Regions from separate parts of the Pan troglodytes genome. Here region 2 is linked to region 1. Evidence: chromatin contacts called from public Hi-C data. All regions are on one chromosome and are shown on one strand. Each heading gives the region's core, a stretch centred on a gene start, on an enhancer-like site or on the middle of the called end of the contact. The rest is flanking DNA. Distances are from core to core; before and after follow the strand shown.

Region 1 (7,377 bases), core at 3,063-5,562:
ATTTCTCTGGACAGAAATAGTGCTGGTCCACTGTACATCAGAGCCTGCAAACACTCAAAAGAGACACTCCCACTCTCACACACACGTTAACCAATCTTATTTCCCCTTAGACCCCAGAGACTCTACACACACGCCCAGCACACAGCAGAGTTGGGGAAGGGGGCCGATGCCATGCCAAGAGTAAAGAGACCTCGGGTGCAGGCAGAAAGGGTCGCTGATGACACAGAGGGTCCCGCGACCAGAACGAGGAGAGAAGCTCTGCCCAGCCCGAGGGCCCTCGCTCCCCGCCCCGCTTTGTGACCCGCTCCAGGCACAGTCAGATCCCTTTGCTGGGAGGTTCCGTGCCCAGCCTCAGCCTCGAAAGCTCCCCTGCTTCCTCTCCTTCTATTCCCTGACCCCTACTAGAGAAGTGCCCAGAATGGATACATTACCCTGCCAGGACTGCGGCTGCACTGGCTCTCGCTGACAGGAGGTGGAGTAGGAGGAACCACAGAAATTTTGCTGCCAAGGAAAACACAGGCATAAGAAATGGGTTGTGAACCATGCAAGCCATTAGTTTTACAAATACACAAAATCTGCCATTATTCTATAATTCTAGTTCTCCGCCTTTTTTTAAACTGCCTCACTTTTTGGAAAAATAGCCAGCAGCCCTGCTTGGACCTGCTGCTCTACGAGGGGCATGATTTCCTGGTATCTGTATGAGGGCGATGCTGCCTAAAGTCTGGGTACTCCGCCCCGCTCAGTCATGTGTTCTGAAACAGCCTGGGTGCTCCGGCCTGGACCTGCCACCTGGCTGCGGGGAAACCCCTGGTTCCCATCTGCGCTCCCGTGTCCTCTTAGCACAAACCACACCAGCAGAAGTGCCAAAAATGTTGTGGATGTGAGAATCAACCACGAAGCAAACTGGAAGCTTGTGCTAAAAGAAATGGGAAAGAATAGGGGAGGAAAAAAATGAAAAAGTCTCGATACTGGAAAATTTCACCATGGGCCAAACAAAATAGCAGCTGGTGGGGAGCTTTCAGAAACACTTTCATAAATTGAGTGTAATCAGGTGTGTGAATTATGGCCAGCTTCATGACTGCTCAGTTTTTAGAATTTTGTGCAAAGAAGTTCACATCTCTCAGGCCATTATTCAATTCTATCAATGTTTATTTCACCAGTATCTCTAACGTGCCAGGCGCTGGGTAGGGTGTTAGAGATAGGCATGATTAATCAAAGCACATGCTTGCTTTAGAATTTCACTTAAGTGCAATTAAACATAATATTTAGTTTCCTTATAACACTTCAGGAGAATTTAAGAAGTAGAGCTGAATGTCTAGTGAGAAAATACTATGCTAGCTAGAAGGTTTCTCATGAGAATCTGGAAACATCTCTGCTTTAATCTTTTTCAGGAACTTTATCTTTAAAAGAAAAAAAAAAAAAAGAGTCACATTCCAAAGCAGTGACATGTGAAAGTCAAGAGACCTATAAGTTCTTGCAGAGTGTCCTCTGCGCTCCTGCCCCGGAGGGCCGGGGACGGTCTGTCCTTTGTAACACTCACCTCAGCTTCTGATAAGATTGCAAGAGCTGCCCTCCAACTGTCTCATGTTTGCCTGCGAGAGATATCCATAGAGGGCGTTTATTATTAAGAATAGCACTTAGCTGATGTAAATACAGGAAATAGTAGATTAAAATTATTTTCTCTAGTATCATTTCTTGTGATTAAAAAGTAAGAGATCATTTTGAGGTGATAGAAATGTTCCAAAATTAGAGTGTAGAGATGGTTGTACAACTTTGTAAATTTACTCAAAATCATTGCATTGTAGACTGAAAAGATACATTTTATGTTATGGAAATTATACTCTCCTAAAGTCATTTAAACATACACACACATTATGAAACCGTAATTGTTGGGAATGACTACTTTTATTAAAAGTTGATATTGGATTAGATTTTCTAAATCTTCCATTCGTCCTTTGGAAACATTTCATAATGGAATGAATCTATTCCCGTAAGTTTGCCTTGTGATGAAGATTAAATTAATCTTTTAAAAACTGTAATCTACTTATTTCTAGTTACAGAGGCTAATAATTTCCTAAATAAGACTGCATCTGATATAGTACTCTTTTTGTTTCAAGAAAAGAGGTTTTTATGATGTGTTAAGACGCCAGAAATAAAACTCAGCATGTTCCCAGTTCTGTGAACACAGTGTTCCCTGGCCAAATGCATAGGAAGAGACCAGTCCTCGCCCAGCAGGGGGCTGGGAAGGAAGCAGCATTCTCCTGCTAAGGGAGGTTCCCAGAGGGCTCCACTCTGCCCAATACACAGACCAGAACACCGGGCCTGCCACCCTGGGAGGCAGTCTAGCTCCTGTGCCGAAGCTTGGGGGATTTCAGCCATTCCAAAAAAAACATTTACATATGGAAACATCACTTCCATAAGACCCACTGAAGGACACGGACAGTAAGAAAATCAGATGGGCTGGCCTTTGGGAGGGCAAATAGCATGTGATGTTAAGCTCTCAACACCGAGCCCCAAGCCTCAAAGGAAGAAGGCAGCCCCTAGGTCAGGGTCCTTAGCCAGGCTGGCCATAGCCAGTGCAGGAGTCTTTGAAATCATGGCTAAAGTTCCGAGTCCACCTGCCTGTGTGCATTTTCTGGGGTTCATCTGGGGGACATCTGGCTTTCACAGGATTCTATAAGGCACCTGTGACCCTTCCCCTCCCCATTAAGAAATACTTCCCTAAGACAGAATGAAAAGGTACAACACAGTCTTGCCTGAAGCACGAGCACTCAACTAGTAGGACCAGCTGGTCAGGGACCAAAGCTGGCACCTGCAGGAGCCCCCTGAGAGAAAACATCCAGGTCCAAGCAAAAAACAGCCTGACTGCAGTGTGCTGGCCACGGAAGCAAGAGAAAAACAGCCACGCTGCTCATCCTGCCCATCCTGGGGCGAGCACAGACCTGGGAGACAGCTAGCGCACAGCAGTCTGCGGGCGGCGATGTACCACAGGGTGCTCCTGTCTCTGGATCCCCCTGCCCCATGTGGCCTTACAGCCATCACTGTCACCCTGTTCCTGGGTCCCCCATGCCCTACGTGGCCTTACAGCCCTCACCTATCACCCTGTCCCCAGGTCTATGTGACCTTACAGCCCTCACTGTCACCCTGTCCCCAGGTCTATGTGACCTTACAGCCCTCACTGTCACCCTGTCCCCAGGTCTACGTGACCTTACAGCCCTCACTGTCACCCTGCCCGAGTCCCTCCTGCTCTACGTGACCTTCCAGATCTCACCTGTTACCCTGCCCCGAGGTCCCCCCCACTGCTCTATGTGACCTTACAGCCCTCAGTGTTACCCTGCCCCGGGTTCTTCCTGTCCTACGTGGCTTTACAGCCCTGTCAGCCTGTCCCCAGGTCCCTCCTGTCCTTCGTGGCCTTACAGCCCTGTCACCCTGTCCCCAGGTCCCTCCTGCCCTATGTGACCTTACAGCCCTCACTGTCACCCTGTCCCCAGGTCCCTCCTGCTCTATGTGACCTTACAGCCCTCAGTGTTACCCTGCCCCGGGTTCCTCCTGTCCTATGTGGCCTTACAGCCCTGTCAGCCTGTCCCCAGGTCCCTCCTGCCCTATGTGACCTTACGGCCCTCAGTGTTACCCTGCCCCGGGTCCCTCCTGCCCTATGTGGCCTTACAGCCCTCACTGTCACCCTGTCCCCAGGTCCCTCCTGCCCTTCGTGGCCTTACAGCCCTCACTGTCACCCTGCCCCGGGTCCCTCCTGCCCTTCATGACCTTACAGCCCTCACTGTCACCCTGCCCCAGGTCCCTCCTGCCCTATGTGGCCTTACAGCCCTCACTGTCACTCTGTCCCTGGTTGTGGCAACAGTATCCTGAGGCACAGTCACCAAAAAGCCACATCCCTCTTAGAGAATCTGAGGCTATCACACTACCACCTGGAACCCTTCAGTGACTCCCTATGGCGTGGTCTGAAGTCCAGGCCCACGTGGCTTCCGGGGTGCCCCACCCTTCGGGGTCACCCCTCCGCCTGCAGGCCTTGCCCTTTCACTCCAGCAAACCAATTGTCCCTTATTGCCCTGCCTACCCGGTGAGGCCGGCCCTGCCTGCACGATTACTGTCACCCCCACCTCGTCTCCTCGTGCTATCCCCCACGGGCAGTTCTGCCCCAGGTCCACATCTCAGACCCCAGCTAGGAAACCTCCGCTTCGGCCCAGGTCGCAAATCCCCCGCGTCCCTGCTGCGGCTCCTGCACGGACCGGGCGTGCACGTGGCTTTCTGCTGCCCCCTGCCGGCTGCAGCGACGCGGGGCACAGGCGGGGCCTGGGTTAAGGCTGGAGAGGGAACGTTGCACTCTGCTGGCCCTGGGGAGGGGCCCGTCACACCTGCTCAATTCCGCCCTATGACAGCAGCCACAGATAGTAATAAAGGGCAGGCATGCCCGTTCCCACGAAACTTCATGGGCACTGAAATTTGAATGTGTCACAAAGATTATTCTTTTGTTTTTTTTTTAACCATTTAAAAATGTAAAACCCAGCCAGGTGTGGTGACTCACATCTGTAATCCCAGCACTTTGGGAGGCTGAGGCAGGCGGATCACTTGAGGCCAGAAGTTCGAGACTAGCCTGGCCAACATGATGAAACCTCGTCTCTACTAAAAATACAAAGATTAGCCTAGCCAGGCATGAGGTTACACGCTTGTAATCGCAGCTACTCGGGAGGCTGAACTCAAGAGGCAAAGGTTGCAGTGAGCCCAGATTACACCACTGCACTCTAGCCTGGGAGATAGAATGAGACTCCATCTCAAAATAATAATAATAATAATAATAATAATAATAATAATATAAAACCCACTCTTAGTTCACAGGACATATGAAAGCATGCAGGGGGACCCGCAGGTCCCAGTCTGCCCCCTGCCTCACTGCCCCAGTTGTGGGCTGTTGCTCTCAGCAGGGCAGGGGTTGCTAGAGACACAGAGCCCCAGGCAGCCTCCAGCCTGCAGAGCCCCAATCCCATTGGAGCAAGATCCGGGCAGATTTGAGAACTCAAGGAAGTTGGAGCAGCACTGCCCTGTGTGGCTTTTACCAGCCCACTGTTGACTATCATTTCACTTCTTCTCTTTGATTCCTCAGTTGTTTCTTCCTAGAAGCTTCCTTAAAGAGCCCTGAATTTTGACCTCTTGTTAACATGTCAGTATTCGCGCAAGGAGCTGTGAGATGCTCACAGACAGGCATCCCTCGAGAGGCAGGTGTTTTGGACCAAGGGCCCCCACCACCCTGCCCGGTCTGGCTGGCGAGTGACTTTAGCAGGGATACCCGTCTTTGCCAGAGACAGGAACAGCTGTGGGCCAGGGCCCAGGTCTGAGGCTGCCAGGGCTTGTCTCAGGCACACGGCTGGTTGGCAGCCGTGTCTGCCAGGCACGGCGCGGAGCATTTTGCACACATTTGCTGCTCGGGTGGTTGCCAGGTGTCATCCCAATTTTTTTTTTTTTTTTAAGACAGAGTCTCGCTCTGTCGCCAAGGCTGGAGTGCAGTGGCACGATCTTGGCTTACTGCAACCTCCGCCTCCCGGGTTCGAGTGATTCTCCTGCCTCAGCCTCCCAAGTAGCTGGAACTACAGGCGCCTGCCACCACACCTGGCTAATTTTTTGTATTTTTAGTAGAGATGGGGTTTCACCGTATTAGCCAGGACGGTCTCGATATCCTGACCTTGTGATTCGCCTGCCTCGGCCTCCCAAGGTGCTGGGATTACAGGCGTGAGCCACTGTGCCAGGCCCCCAATTTTATAAATGAAAAGCAAGGCTCAGGGATAAGGTGTCATGGGCCCAAAGTCACAACGTCTACAAGTGACAAAGCGGATTTTGTACCACAACTTGCCTAAAAAGCCTGCAGGAAGTCAGAAAGTGTACAAATATAACTTAGGGTGGGGAGGGGGTGGGGACAAGACCAAAATGGGGATAGCCGAGGGCTGTACAGACACGGGGTCACCATTCTGCTTCTATTCGAACATTTTCCTAATAGAAAGCCAGGGGGGAAACGACCACCTGGAAACCAACAACCATGTCCCAGAAAGCTGAGTAACTTCTTTTTCCCCTCTCTTGTTTTTGAGACGGGGTTTTACTCTGTCACTCAGGCTGGAGTGCAGTGCTGTGATCATAGCTCACTGTAGCCTCTCACTCCAGGGCTCAAGTGATCCTCCCACCTCAGCCTCCTCCAGGAGGCAGAAGGGACCACTTGAGGCCAGGAGTTTGAGACCAGCCTGGGTAACTTAGTGAGAATATGTCCTACAAAAAAAAAAAAAAAATTTTTTTTTTTTTTTTTTTTTGAGACAGAGTCTCACTCTTGTTGCCCAGGCTGGAGTACAATAGCGCCATCTTGGTTCACTGCAACCTCCGCCTCCCGGGTTCAAGCGATTCTCCTGCCTCAGCCTCCCAAGTAGCTGGGATTACAGGCGTGAGTTACCACACCCAGCTAATTTTTTTTCTACAAAAAAATTTTTAAATGAGCTGGGCATGGTGGCATGTGCCTGCAGTGATCCTCCCATCCAGCTACTCAGGAGGCTGAGGTGGGAGGATAGCTTGAGCCCAGGAGTGACAGGCTACAGTGAGCTATAATCGCAGCACTGCACTCCAGCCTGAGTGACAGAGTAAAACCCTGTCTCAAAAACAAGAGGGGAAGGGGGAATCTAGACACACAGGCAGATGTGCACAGAGGGGAGACAATGTGGAGACAGCCCCGTGACCATCAGGGCAGAGACTGGGGTAATTGCTGAGATCCACCAGAAGCAGGAAGAGGGAGGCAGCGTTCTACCCTAGCACCAGCAGAGGAAGCATGGCCCCACTGACACCTCAATTTCGGCCTCCCAGCCTCCAGAACTGGGAGATGATACATTTCTGTTGTTGGAGGATCCCCAGGTTGTGGCACTCTGTTACTGCAGCCCCAGGAGGCAAATCCAGAGGCCGCGGGTGCTTGAGTGACTACCTGCCTCTCCACTGTCCCCTTCTGCCACCCCCATCCCCTTCGCTCAGCCCCAGTCAAACAGAGCCTCCCAGCTGCCTGTGCCCACTCCAGGCCTTGTGCCTCTCCCCACGCCTCCTCCCCCCCAGAACAGCCCTTCATCTACACCCCAGCTCACACTCCTTCATGACCCTCTCCCCATGGCTCCTCCCCCCTAGACAGCCTTCATGTACACCCCAGCTCACACTCCTCCATGACCCTCTTCCCACGGCTCCTCCCCCCAGACAGCCCTTCATCTACACCCCAGCTCACACTCCTCCATGACCCTCTCCCCATGGCTCCTCCCCCCAGACAGTCCTTCATCTACACCCCAGCTCACACTCCTTCATCTACACCCCAGCTCACCTCCTTCATCTACACCCCAGCTCACACTC
Region 2 (7,377 bases), core at 3,276-5,775, 93 kb before region 1:
AGTATACAAATATTCCAGAAGAACTAAACTATAAGGTGTTTGTAAATATTTAGATGTGAATGAGTATAAACAGAACGCATCATAAAAAATCATAAAAATTGATATTTGGTAAATTTTCCTTTCTGCCAGACTTGCTGGCAGTTAAAATTTGAAACAGTGACTGTACCGAAAGCCTTTTTATTCAGGTTAAAAGTTGTACTCCCATTTCCTAAAATAAGGACTGAACTGAGAAACTCTAGCTACAGCTGCTTGGTTTTCCATAGAGTTAAGTTGGCTCCTTAGATGCTGAAGTCTGTAGTTACGACTTTGCTTTCATTAGTAATTAGCACCTGGGCAGGTACTAACCAATGAATGCCCTTTACACCTGGCAAGAAGGAATGGGTGGGGAGGCCAGATTGTTTCAATCTAAAGGGCACTACGTTGTGGTGGGTTACGTTTTTTGGTAGACAGACACTGCCTACAGGCAACTAAGTCATTCCATTAACTGTCATTATCAATCCATGTGTGGCCAAACTTGAATTGTCCTGCTGGTTTAGCTTCCTGATGGGGAACAACAGCTGTCGCAACGCACAGTGTCTGCAGCTCCATCATGGGCCCCAGGACGTCCCACAGCAGCTAACACTGGTCTGTACTCGGGACTCTGCCACCTGGCCAGTGACTTCTGTGCGTCATGTTCCTGGGAATAGTATGACTGTCCATGATTCCTAGGAAAGCTAGAGGAATAACTGAGGATGAGGAGCTAGCACTTTGACCCCCTGTGGGGAGTGCTGGTTATAGTGGTTATCAGGGTTGTGACAAGTGGACTCTTGTGAGTTCCAACACTGGATGATTTTATTATTCCTATTACTCAGGCAGTAAAAGACTAGTACATATCCTGGTGTTATATAATTATATGAAAACTTATCAGAATGAGTTTTATAACTAGCGTACCCATGTTTTTGTTATTGTGCTGCAGATAAAATGGCGCACTGAAATTTTACTGAATTACGTGACAATTTTTGTTACAATTAATTCTGTGCACTTTTTACAAGATTTGTGGAGCTTAGATAGATGGCTGGCCTTTCTTTGGCATCTGAACATTTTCCTGAGCCCGATAGACAAGCAGATTTTTTTTGTTTGTTTTTGGAGACAGGGTTCTCCTCATGCCTGTAATCCCAGCACCCTGCCTAGTTCAAGACCAGCCTGGCTGGCAACTTGGTGAAACCCCGTCTCTACCAAAAATACAAAAGTTAGCTGGGCGTGGTGGTGCACGCCTGTAATCCCAGATACTCTGGAGACTGAGGCAGGAGAATCACTTGAACCCGGGAGGTGGAGGCTACAGTGAGCCGAGATTGTGCCGCTGCACTCCAGCCTTGACAGAGCGAGACCCTGTCTCAAAAAAAATTAAAAAGACAGGGTTCTGTTACCCAGTGTGGTGGCGCAATCATGGCTCACTGCAGGCTCGACCTCCTAGGCCCAAGTGATCTTCCCACACTGGCCTTCCAAAGTGCTAGGGTTACAGGAGTGAGCCACTGTGCCTGGCCAAGATTTCTTTGCCTTTGCGCTCACGTTCTTCTTTAACCTTAAAAGAAGAGGTCATATAAAATAATCAGGTATAATTTAAGATACAGAAAGCTTGATAGAAAGGAGTAGCCGTGTTCTACATCTTCATCCATTGCATTTGCAGATATGCCTCAGGATTATTTTATTAGTACAATTTTTTTTTTCTTTTTGAGACAGTCTCACTCTGTCACCCAGGCTGGAGTGCAGTGGTGCAATCTCGGCACACTGCAGCCTCCACCTCCCAGGTTCAAGCGATTGTCCTGCCTTATTCCCTGGTGTATCTGGGATTACCAATGTGCACCACCACACCCGACTAATATTTTGTATTTTTAGTGGAGATGGGGTTTCGCCATGTTGGCCAGGCTGGTCTCAAGTGATCCACCTGCCTCAGCCTCCCAAAGTGGTGGGATTATAGGCATGAGCCACCGTGCCCAGCCTAGCGTCATGTATTTATACTGTTATTTCCACCTCCTAAAAGTCAGCAAGGACACTTAGCTCAAGAAGGCTGATGTTGAGAGAGAACGCTTATCAGAACAGGGATCTCTGAGGAAAAAGGGAGCTTAAATGTGTGTCTCTGGAATTTCTTCTAGCCCTTCCTTTCCTTGGTGACATGGCCACTGCTATGGGTGGGAATTATAGAAGAGCCCTGACCAGTGGTGTTGATGTCTTTGCCAAGTATACTGTCAGGTCAGTGTCATAAATTGATGATATATAGAGAGAGACTTCATTTAATAGAAAATAATATTTTAAGGACCACCTTGCTGTTTTACTTCTCTAATAATGTTTTGAATATATTGATAAATACCTTTAGCAACATAGTGGTTCTCATCTCAGTCCTCTCTGTCCTTGAAAGAATGTTATTTATAACAGGGTGGTTTCTGGACTGCCCTTCTGAAGTAAAACTTGGGCATTCTAACCATATGCTTACTGGAAACCATAATAATGTAAAAAGTAGTCATTGGGTTTTCAATTGCAACTACATTGATATAATTTTGTATATAAAACAGTTTGTTACTGGGAGCAGCATTGTTCATGTAAGAAAGATGTTCGCTTCATATAATACATGGAAACAAAGTTATATTTTCAATGTTAGCCATTACTGTGACACTCCAAAAAAGGCTGGTGATGGGGAGAAAGAAGAGCTTAAAAAAAACCTACAGACAATTCACTTACCTCTTGGGCTTTTCTGCTTTGCCTGCCTTGACCGAATTAGAGTATCTGCATTTCTGCACTAAGCTGGTTGAGGTTTGCTAAGTCAATGGTAATGTTTTACAGAGCTTGGCTATTTGTTAGCCAGCATTTGTGGAAAACGACCACTGTCTGTCATAGCTAGTGCTATAATTTATTCAGTTGGCATATTGTTTATGGAGACAGTGAGATAAGGGGATCAGGATCCAGAGAGACTACTAAAATATGTGAGTCCATCTGTTGTGATCTGAGGTTTCATTAGAGAAAACCTGTCTGCTAGTACAATAAATGGAGACTTAGTAAGGATGTTTTTATATGAAGGATTATAAATCAGCAGAGGTAAATACATTAATCTTGGCCAAACAGGTCATGTCCTTTTGCATTTTCCTGATGGCAGGTTCTGCCCCCTGCCGCCTGGGCACTGTTGGTCATAGCATGACCTTGGCATCAGCTGTGAGCCGGTAAACATGGAAATGTAGGCCCCTCCCAACCTGAGTCAGACCCTTAGCCTGGGGTCCAGGAAACTGTTTTAACAAGCTCCTGGGTGATTTTTTTTCACATGTTCAAGTTTGAGCGCCTCGAGGGCCTGTGAATGGCTGCATATAAGGTACAGCTGGCCATATGTCTTAAATGACTTCAAAGGGGTGTGAGCCAGGCCTCCTCTTCCCACACCAGACTTCATGAACCATGCCTGGTATTGTCATGTTTTTGTGAGCAGCCGTGAATAGGGCTGGGGGAGAGAGATGTTCAGCCAAGAAAGTCTAAAATAGAAAGGGAATGTTCAGTTATAACAAAACAAATTTTTGTAATTAGAGTGCTGGGTTGTGCTCAGCATCATTGGAGTTAAATGTGGAGCAGTGGCTTACACTTGTAAACCCAGCACTTTGAGAAGCTGAGGTGGGCGGATCCCTTGAGGTCAGGAGTTCGAGGCCACCCTGGGCAACATGGTGAAACTCCATCTCTACAAAAAATAGAAAAATTAGCCGGCTGTGGTGGCAGGTGCCTGTGGTCCCAGCTAAGGAGGCTAAGGTGGGAGAATCTCTTGAACCCTGGAGGCAGAGGTTGCAGTGAGCTGAGATCGTGCCACTGCACTCCAGCCTGGGCAACAGAGCAAGACCCTTTCTCAAAAAAAAAAAAAAAAGTGGAGCAGCAAACTAACCCTTTTCCATCGAGGGAGGTCTCTGAAGCAAAGCTGAGCCAGCCTCTCAGCTCTGTCCTGGTGGGGCACCCCATAGCGCCCAGAAGCAGTGAGGGCTAAGGCGGCAGAGTGCAGCACGGCCATGCATGATTGGAGCGCCGCTACTGTGTTCGTGTCAGTTTGGCAGCCAGCAACTTCTAAGAACATAGAATATTTTCATTTAGAACTTAAAAACAGTAAACCCCAAAAGTTTAGTTTTTAAAAATTCGTTTTGTTTCTCCCTAAAGATTTTTATTCTTTTGAAAATGACCACAGTCTAGTTTGAATGCCATTGTTTTTCAGCTGTTTCTTATTTGCAATTGCTAAAAAGCAACAAGGAGCAAGTTAAATGTCCATCACCTGAATGGGTAGACAGAAGTGACAGCCACACAATGGAATATTCCTGGGCAGTAAAAAAGAATGAAGTGCTGGTACATGCTACAACATGAATAACCCTTTTAAACATTATGCTAAGTCATGGGATTCAGTCACGAAAGACTGCATATTACAAAATTCTGTCTCTCTGAAATGTCCAGAATAGGCCAGTCCTTAGAGACAGAAAGTAGATTGGTGGTTTCCAGGGGCTGAGGGATCAGGAGGAATGCGGAGTGACTGCCAGTGGCCATGGAGTTTCTTTTGGGGCTGACAAACTATTCCAAAACTAGATAGCAGTGTCAGTTGCATAACTCTGAATATACTAAAAACCACTGAATTATACATTCCATGGGTAAATTTTATGGTAAGTTACATTTCAATAGCTGCTATTTAAAGGACATAGTGACTCAACATGAAAGGAAAAATATACAGTTTTGTCTCTATAATTACCCAATTAAGTGAACCAAAATAGCTGCAAAGTTTTTAATTCATTTATCATTGGTTGTAAGAATTTTCCCTATCATACTCCCATTTGTGGGAGAAAATTTACTGTATCTACTTCCTATCAGAGCATTTCTAAGTATTTGAAAGGTCTTATCCAAATATTTGAAAGCTGTTAAAAGTTGCTGAAGTGGCACCTTCGGAAGAAGGCTGGAATGTTGGAAAACAGCGTTGACATTTTAAATGATATGGAAGGTCAAGCTCGCAATGTAATCTTGGTGGTGGCTGGATGGCTCTACTCAGACTGGTTTTTGAGTAAATGGCAAGTGTGATAATATAGGGATTAATCTGTTAACCACTGAATCCACTGCCTGAAATTCAGACATTCAAAAGCTCCCATTTGAATTTCCCTTTCTTATTTTACATGGTTTTCCTGATTTTTGAGTACATAAAAAAATTATTGCAAACTTTTTTCCTGCAGTGTTCTGGCCACTGAAATTAAATCTGGTTCTTTTGTCTAAGACTCAAGGGTTGCTCTACTGTAATGTTTGTGGAGGAACTGATCTTGGACTTTGCCCTCCTGTCTTGGGCTTTTATTACAGTTTGGATTTATGCTGTAAAAAGTGTGATTGTAGAGGTAATCTATAAGTTTAAAATATTCAGAGGAAATGGATGCTTCCCAAAGGAAAAATTGCATACCTATATTTATTTACCAAAATGAGGAAAATACCTGGGAAATAATTTGGCCAAATATTCAGCAATTATATTCATAGATTAGAAGCAAAATACAAAATTTGATTGTCAACTTGGTACCTTTTTCATTCCTTAGACTCTTAGAAGGCATTTTAAGATACCATTTTGATAAAATTAAACTGGGAAGACTCAGAAATCATGTTTTCCCAACTATATTCTGAAAAATCCTAGTTCCCTGGGATGCTCCGTGGAAATAACCTGTGGGCAGAACAATCTGTGAAGTGGAGACTGTGGCCCCGTCTTGGGCTGCCACTGTTGGCATCAACATGGCAGACAGACAACAGCCTTTCAGCTAAAGAAGGAAGAAACAGAAAACCCCACCTTAACCACTGCAGAGTTACGTGACCTCCAAACACTGCCCCCCACAGCATATCCCCATTTTTGTCCCTTTCCCTTTCAAAGCCAAATAATTTCAAAGAGAACTACATAGCTGCTGGCTTGGGATGGTGTCAAAAGCCAGGCAAGATGATTTTAAGTCATAGAATGATCGAGCTGGAAGATGCTCACAGATTAAATGGTCTCCAGCCACTCAATATCAGCAGCAAGGGAGAGGAACAGGGTTGGCCTGAGTGAGGCTGGGGCCACCCCTGCCGCCAGGCCTGTGTGTCAGGCTCAGGTGCTCCAGGGAATGAGCAAAGAGGATATTGGGTTTATTTTGTTTTAATAAGGCGAATTGTTACTGAGTTTATTTAAAAATAAAGCAGCTTGGGGTTTAACACCTTGCATGTTGGTTGCATTGGAGTGGTAACACCTGTGCTGTCGTGTGTCTGCCTGGAGGGGTACTTTCCCTCTTGGGAAAGTGAACACAGGTGTGTTGTCCCTTCTCCGTGAAAAGACTCTACTTGCTGGCCTTGAATAGCATTCTAGTGGGTTACTTTTCTCCTAGTGGTCAGAGAGTATTTATTGGACCTCTGGTTCCATTGGCATGTGTCCCCTAAGGGGGGAGACCCTTCAGGGGGTACTTACACCTCTACTGTCCGATGGCACTGGGTGTGTCACACCTGGCCTGTGGGCTTTGAATCTAGCATTTCAGAGTGGGAAAAGGCCTCAAGCCATCTAGTCCAAACTCTACCTGCAGATCAGGTAGAGGCCCAGTGGCAGGAAGTCATCAGCTAGGGGTCCTCAGATTACAGAGCTAGCTCTCAAACCCAGGCCCTCTGTCTCCCGTGTCTTGCCTTCCAGTGATTCCCAAATTTAGCCTCCTCAAAATCACTTGTGGAAGTGACAGCTTCCTGGGCTGCGGGTGTTTGAAAAGCTTCTGTGGGGATTCTGATGGTGAGGCTGATGTGGGAAGCACTGTGGTGTGTGATCACTGTTTGAGGCACACCCATCTTCATTAATGTGTAAGCCACTCGGGGATAGGGCTAATGCCTCTCTGTACTCACAGTGCCCATCGAGGTGCCTGGCACACCTTGCAGTAGTTAATTGGTATTTGTGGATTGAATGAACATGTTAGGTGCCCACTAGCAGGGGTTGGTCCTGTAGTCTGTGGCCATGGAACATTAGAAGAATAAAGCTATTGTGGTTCATCCTGTAGTATAGTAAGTTCTAGCTGAGCTAACCTGTAATAACACAAATATAATTTTTTTTTTACGTTTTTAAAAGTTAGAGATGGGTTCTTGCTATGTTGCCCAGGGTAGTCTCAAACTCCTCGCCTTGAGATCCTCCTGCCTTGGCTCCCCAAAGTCCTGCGATTACAGGCCTGAGCCATTATACTTGGCCAACAAATATAATTATTTATTTATTTATTTATTTTTTGCGATGGAGTCTCACCCTGTCACCTAGGCTGGAGTGCAGTGGCGTGATCTTGGCTCATTGCAACCTCCGCCTCCCAGGTTCAAGCGATTCTCTCTCCTCAGCCTCCTGAGTAGCTGGGATTACAGGTGTGTGCCACCACATTT

The links. A called contact is a pair of places that touch in the nucleus more often than the background predicts.
Region 2: a Hi-C map of stem cell-derived neural progenitor cells shows a contact between it and region 1, with 4 times the contacts expected there. The contact joins two enhancer-like sites. A contact is called at or near these places in 2 of 7 Hi-C or Micro-C datasets (induced pluripotent stem cells and stem cell-derived neural progenitor cells).

The regions. Positions count from the first base shown.
Region 1 is chr5:170,733,131-170,740,507 of NHGRI_mPanTro3-v2.0_pri, reverse strand. SYTL3 (synaptotagmin like 3) reads right to left here. Exons shown (of 18, transcript XM_063813605.1): 7 at 1,541-1,592; 8 at 432-501. Among named protein-coding and RNA genes, the nearest start is that of DYNLT1, 57 kb to the right of the region's middle. Within about 2 kb of position 4,312, at least 7 of the 24 cell types and tissues checked have an H3K27ac peak or open chromatin away from gene starts, as enhancers often do. A contact at or near this core is called in stem cell-derived neural progenitor cells, where this site is marked.
Region 2 is chr5:170,826,694-170,834,070 of NHGRI_mPanTro3-v2.0_pri, reverse strand. All of the region lies in intron 1 of EZR (ezrin), which reads left to right. Among named protein-coding and RNA genes, the nearest start is that of EZR, 18 kb to the left of the region's middle. Within about 2 kb of position 4,525, at least 4 of the 24 cell types and tissues checked have an H3K27ac peak or open chromatin away from gene starts, as enhancers often do. A contact at or near this core is called in stem cell-derived neural progenitor cells, where this site is marked.